2 separate regions of the Arachis hypogaea genome follow, and region 1 is linked to region 2. Evidence: chromatin contacts called from public Hi-C data. All regions are on one chromosome and are shown on one strand. The core of a region is the stretch at or near the end of the contact, and the rest is flanking DNA. Distances in the headings are between cores, read along the strand shown. Region 1 holds the start of LOC112702667 (probable inactive receptor kinase At5g58300). Region 2 has its middle 6.7 kb from the start of LOC140174466.

Region 1 (3,419 bases), core at 54-2,553, 55 kb before region 2:
AGTTCCACTGTAAAACTAAGTCATATGGGTAGGTATAAGATCATTGAGTAGTTATAGTTTTCTTAAAACTAAACTAAATGAAATTTTGACTAGTTTTGATAGCTTGAACTAACATATCTAGAGTTTATCCTCAGAAACAAATCGTTTCATGCCAACCATCAACTACTGTAAGATTGCTTTAATCTCAAGATGAAAAAGGAAAGGTCCTGAATTTCTGCATTTGAATATAGAATTAATGGATGAATTAAAATGCAAGTTTTCTTCTTCAAAAACATACCACATTTTGTGGATTAGGAAGGAAATTAAAACACCAACAACAGTCAAAGCAGTTCACCAAATCTTTTTTCATTTTTAATCAGAAGAAAAATTGAAAAAAACAAAACACCTTTCTGCCCAGATAACTTGAGATCCTAAACCAGATTTTTTTAGCAATTTTAGAGCTACACATCCAGAAGAAAAAACATGCAACAACATCATCTGAGAAAAGAGACCCAAAAAATCATTTTTCAAAACATATTATTGGAGTTTTGAGATAGCAATAAAACCACAATGTGGAAACCATTTTCCAAAATTGTCACCAACCATGAACAACACTCCCTCAAAACACAACACCCCAGATCTGCCAACTTAACTACAAGTACCAGTAACCAGTAACCATAAAGGGGCAAGAAAAAGGTAACACTTTTCAATGATTACTCACCTTAATGGAACCTGAGGAGCAGAATGGTGATTCATGGCAGAACTCGGAAGAAGAAGAAGCTATGGAAGTTGAAGCAGCTTCAGATTCTGACAAGTACTTGTCACAAGAACAATGAAGAATCTGAAGCATAGCAGAACATAAATCCAGTGTGAATTTGCATGATGAGATTGAAAGCTTTCTTTTTTTTTTCCCCTGAGCTTGAGAGAAGATTCAGTAACAGCTACAAGTTTACAACTAAAGACATATGCTTCACAACCCAAATTCAAAATAAAATATAAAAAAATGTTTTTTTAAATAAAAAATAAAAGGGCTCAAGATTCAGAAAAGTGAGGGTTTTTTTTTGCCTTTTTCTTTTTCTACTTTATTTGGCAAAGTAAACGAATGAGCAAAGAGGGAACAAAAAGAGAGTAAAAGCCAAATGGATTAAAGAATAAGAGTGTACAGCAAGGCAATGCAGTGCCATACACTACCCTCTTTCATGACTCAACCATGACCCCATGGCAATGGAAGAGAGAGAAGAAGAAGAAGAAAGAAAAGAAGACAATGGACACGTAAGTAGGACTTATAAGTTATATTGTTATAATGTTACTGTTTGATGAATCCTTAAACGGCTAAGATGGAAAGTACTTTAATGTTTTCTCAAAAACTGGAAACGCATATGAAAAAGAAAAGAAAAAAGAATAAATGAATGTTCTGTTATTTTATTTATCCGTTAATAAGCAAAAAATTCAATTAACCTTTTTGAGTTTTACTTTTACCACTTGGGCTTAACATTTGTGTTTTCCTAGGAATAAGTAGTATTGTCACATATATATATATATATATATATATATATATATATATATATATATATATATATATTATTCTATCTGAATTATTAATTTTTTTATTATTAAAAATATATTTTTTAATAAATTTATGACTAAAAATAGTTTAGATTGAGTTATACAAAATTTATTTTCTAATATTATAATTTTTATTACAATAATAAATTTTAAAGTTTAGTAAAAATTCTTATTATATTGCTCTTTTAATCGAATAATATATAATAATAATAACAAATTATTTAATATATGATAGATTTAATTGTAATCATACTACTTATTTCAAATAATTTTTCATTTATATTAAAACTAATCATGATAGATTAAAGAGATTGACAGAAAATAATATTATTGAAATGGTTAAGTACTTTTTTCATTTCTAAAGTCTTGAGTCAAAATCAAAATAGTCACTGATCTTTTTTTTTTGTTAAAATCATTCTCAACGTTATAAAACGTTATAAAATTATCATTTTCTACCTCAATTTTAATTTTTTGACTAAATTACTCTTAATAATTAATAAAAATAACAAACAAAAACACCCCACCTCCCACCCTAGATGTCTCTTCCCTTTCCACCTGTTTCTCCTACTCTCTTTAAATTTTTCCTTCCTTCCCCTTTTTCACCCAAAAAACTCCAATTTTTCTTCTTTCCTTCACAACAGCAACAACCAAATTCAACAAATTCAGTAGTAACAACAACAAAATAAATTCAACAGTAACATTCCCAAAATAAATTACTAAAAATTTTAGATTTAATAACAATTCAACAATCATCAACCGCAGAAATTAAAAAAATTAAAAAAAAAAGAAAAAACAAGTTTATGTTCTTCATCTTCAAAAAAAAAAAAGAAGAAGAACGAAAAGAGTAGGAACGATGATGAACCCAAAACCCCTTAAAACAGCCAAACACCATCATTTGAACAAGCGCCAAAGATAAGAATTTTCACCCACTCGTACACTCCCTCCACGTTTTGTGTGCCGTTTCGAAAGGAGTCTATGGTTGAAGCAGGAGGAACGATTGGGAGTTCGGAGCATCCAGAAAATTACAAATCGCCAAGTCCTCTTTTTGCTGTAGGTCCTTCACCACTCGCTTAAGTTTTGCCAGCGCCTCTTTCTTCTTCTTTGCCTCCACCTCATTCAGCAGATCCACGAGTTTTTCTATTTTCTGCTCAGGCCGGTTCTCCCTGATGAAGTTGCAGCAGAGCTGGAACCTACGTCGTCGTCGTCGCGTGAAAAGTAACCGTAGCGTGAGGTGCCGCAACTAAGGGAAGATCTTGCGGCTTCTGAAGGAAGTAAGGGAGTATGGCGTGAAAAGGGGGACGGATGTGGTGACTGGTGGAACCAAGTTTTTGAAGCTTTTTTTTTTAATTTTTGTTTAAGGGTAAAATCATTCAAAAAATGTTGTTCCTGGACAAAAGGATGATTTTATAATGTTTTGTAAAGTTGAGGATGATTTTAATAAGAAAAAAGGTCGGAGACGATTTTGATTTTAACCCAAGACCTTAGGGACGAAAAAAATACTAAACCCTTTCAATAAAATTATTTTCTCTCAATCTCTTTTGTGTGATTTAAAAACAGACGCAGGCCAATTTTTAGGGGAAAAAAGTTCAACATAGATTCTACAATGGTAAGTAGAGTTTAGGGTTGTTTTACATTAATGGTGTTGTAGTTTGAGATAGGTTGTTTTAACTAATTTAGTTTGTGTGAATAGTTAGTTAAGTTGTTTGTTTAAGTAAATATTGAAATTTTAAATTTTGCTTTATATATGTAGCAATTTGTTGGTTAACAATAAATCTTTAAATTGAGTTTAAATTCGTTAGTTTTTGATCTGCTTGGTCATGGAATGTTCTGCAAAATCAAAAGTTTGAACTAATAATAACATGTTTATTTCTTTA
Region 2 (3,361 bases), core at 315-2,814:
AAGTGATGATTCAACCTCTCTTGTTGAAGTAGGGTTAATAATGGATAGAATAGAGTAGTATTTAGTATTTATACTTTATTTTAATTTTATTGGTGAATTTAAATTGTTTTTAAAAATTAATTATATTTTACTTGTGAATTGAGAATTTTTTACTCTAATTCTATCTGTATTCTAAAGTTTAATATTTTATCTGACGATTCACAACAAATCAATTTTTTCAGTCAAATATAATATTTAATTATTTTGTAATTCATAAATATATTAATTAAGTCTATATTAAAATTAAAAGTAACAAAAATTATAATAAAATCCTTGTTAAAATTATAAAAGTGAAAAAATTTAGATTTGATCTCCATCAATATCATTATATATGCATAATAAATTTTAATTATATGCTATAATATATCAAGAGAGTAGCAGAGTTAGGTTAAGGATAAATCTGCATCCGACCTTACATATAGCCAGTGATGGAACCAAGGGAAAACCGGGCGTGTGTGTGTTAAATCATTAACTATTTACTTTTAAGTTTTTGAGTTTATTAAACATATTTTTTAGTTTAAATTTTACATAATAATTTTATAGATTATATTAATTTTTTTATGACTGATTGGATAATTATTGCATAGAATATATTATATTTTAAATTTTTAAAATAAGATTAAGTGTTTGTATTTATTTTATGTACACAAAAATTTTTTTAAATTAGAATTGACCTAAAAAATTAGTGAAAATATAATTTTTTTTTTTACATCTTCAATACGTTAAAAACATAAAAATATTTTAAAATTTTTATTATTCTATTTTTAAAAAGTGCTTTCAGATTAAATTTATTACAATAAAAAACTAAAGCTAAAAATATTGTAGATTTAACATTAGTTATAAGAATTTGGTTTTCTAATATTAAAATTTTAGTTCCATCACAACACATAATTTGTTTCGCTCTGAATTCGAACCTTATGAATTAGAATGCCATCTTATCTAAAGGGATTGGATCAGATTAAATATTCATAAATAGAATTAGTATTGTGAATCTTATATTAGTGAATGTATTTGGAAATTTTTATATTAAAAAATAATATTTAAGAGAGTTTAATTTTATCTTATAGTATAAACAAATTAACTCAACTTCAATGCGCGCAGTTTATATTTTTTTTTTATTAAAAAGTGGAGAAAGGGTTATTCAAAAGAGATTAGCTCATCATATCATAGTTCACTTAAGAAATGCTAATCATATATATATATATATATATATATATATATATATATATATATATATATATATATATATATATATATATATATATATATATATATATATATCGTATTGTTATTATTTATATTTGATTGCAAATCATTCTAAATACCAACTTGAAAAACTTGAAACGTCGGGGGAAAAATCATTCTACCAGACAATAATACAGGATGGACGCACGTTACTCTGAAAGATTTAATTTCGTAATTATATATTTTTTATTTTAAAATAATTTATACAAAAAAATTAAATAGTGTATACATAGTCAAATGCTTTCTTACATAGACGACAGGAGCTTCAAGTCATCATCAGATTAAAATAATTAATTATGGCAGCAAATTTTTGTTGTCTGACTATACTCAGAATATTCCACCTTCTAAAATCCCCAATTAAAAATTGAATCACAGCCTCACTTTGATTTTGTTCACCAGACGGGGTGCGGGACCCAAGTCCCCATCTCCTTTTTGAAAGGATAAATTTCAAATTTAATATTTGTTATTATTAAAAAAAATTATTGCCAATACAGACTTTAGTTTTTTTATTATTTCAAATCATACTTCTCTCAAAAATGAAAATTTTAAATAATTTATAACTGTAAAACATTTTTTATTTCATAAACTAATTTTTAGAATTGAGATAAGCTTTATCAATATTGATTCTAATATAATATTTCATTCGCATATAAATATTCACATTCTATCTTATTCACACGCAGACTCTGTATATAATGTTTAAAATTTTAAATATTCTTGTTAAATCTCTGTTCTTGATGACAGAAAAAACGGATGAAAAAAGAGATATTGTAAGAACAGAATTTAAGAAGTTTTTAATATAAATTTTGACTTTAAAATGATGAAAATTACCTTGCTATATATAGATGCCATTTTTTATATATTGGCTGCCATAAGCTTAACTATTCTAATCTTAACTATTTTAATTTTTCTAACTAACTTTTAACAAGCTGCAAGTGTAACTAATTTAGTTATGATAACCGGTAGTTTATTTTCTTTCAGTGCCCAACTGTCTCAATACCTGCTATCTACTAACATCCCCCCTCAAGCTAAGAGGGTGAAAATCGAATATGCCAAGCTTGGAATAGAATCTATTAATATATAATAGGAGAGTAGTATATGGTTGGTTGTTTGACAAGTGTCCAACCTATATGATCAACAAGTGTTTTACTTGAACGATTGACAAGTGTCATGTTAAAAAAATTAAGAAAACCAATACATGATAGTATAGAAGAAGCTATTATTGGCATTTGGATCTGAACATGTTGGATATTAAGCGGGAATTTGAATTTCAAATTCAAAATCATTTTGTTCCAAAATCATTCCTTTTCTTATCCTCATATATATGTTTGTTTTCATTTGTCCTCCCTAAATTAAAATTTGAAAAGATGGGTAGAGAAAATCGGAGAGGATTCAGGGAGACAGAGACTGAACGAAATAGAGAAGAAAATACGAGGTGATGAAAGAAAGAACGACTGAAGGAGAAGTGGCTGGTGACAACAGTGAGAGACAAGGACGCTAGATCGAGAGAAAAAAAGGAAGAGGAATGCAAATGAGGCAACTACGGTGATAGAGGCTATCGCCGCCCTTGGTTCCTTAGGAACGCGTCCACTGTATGGTAGACTAATATTTTATTTTTGTTGGAGGCAGTGCTTCCATAGTAACGCTAAGGGCTTCATTAAGGTATCTCTGTCCCTAAACTTATCTTCAGTAAATATATTTATAGCAATGGAGTGGGCTTGTGATTATTGACTGCAAGGAATTTCTGATGACCACTGATTTCTCTCCACCTTTTCTCTCAATCTCTCCTCTCTTACACCAGGATCTCCTCCCACGTTTCCATCAAAGCAGAAAAGAAGAAAACATGACGATGAAGAGGGGAAGCACGACGAAAGAAGGAGAAGATTGAGGCGATGACCGCGGTGAGAGACGGCATTCCTGTTGGATCCGCGGAACCCTAAATTTCACCGTTTTTGTTAAATATATATATTTATAAGCATTTGGAGTTGATTGCTATTGTCTTTCTTGCAGTCCTGCATCATACTAGGTGCTGATGAAAATTGATAAAATAGGATGGATCCTATAATTTGTAGAAAAG

The links. Hi-C and Micro-C count contacts between places; a contact is called where the count stands out from the background.
Region 1: a contact with region 2 is called in a Hi-C map of an unstated tissue, with 6 times the contacts expected there. The contact joins the promoter of LOC112702667 here to the enhancer-like site in region 2. A contact is called at or near these places in 4 of 8 Hi-C or Micro-C datasets (leaf and an unstated tissue).

The regions. Positions count from the first base shown.
Region 1 is chr7:16,831,502-16,834,920 of arahy.Tifrunner.gnm2.J5K5, reverse strand. LOC112702667 (probable inactive receptor kinase At5g58300) reads right to left here and starts at 1,303. Exons shown (of 3, transcript XM_025753795.3): 1 at 701-1,303.
Region 2 is chr7:16,776,829-16,780,189 of arahy.Tifrunner.gnm2.J5K5, reverse strand. No RefSeq gene overlaps it. Among protein-coding and RNA genes, the nearest start is that of LOC140174466, 6.7 kb to the left of the region's middle. Within about 2 kb of position 1,564, at least 1 of the 3 cell types and tissues checked has open chromatin away from gene starts, as enhancers often do.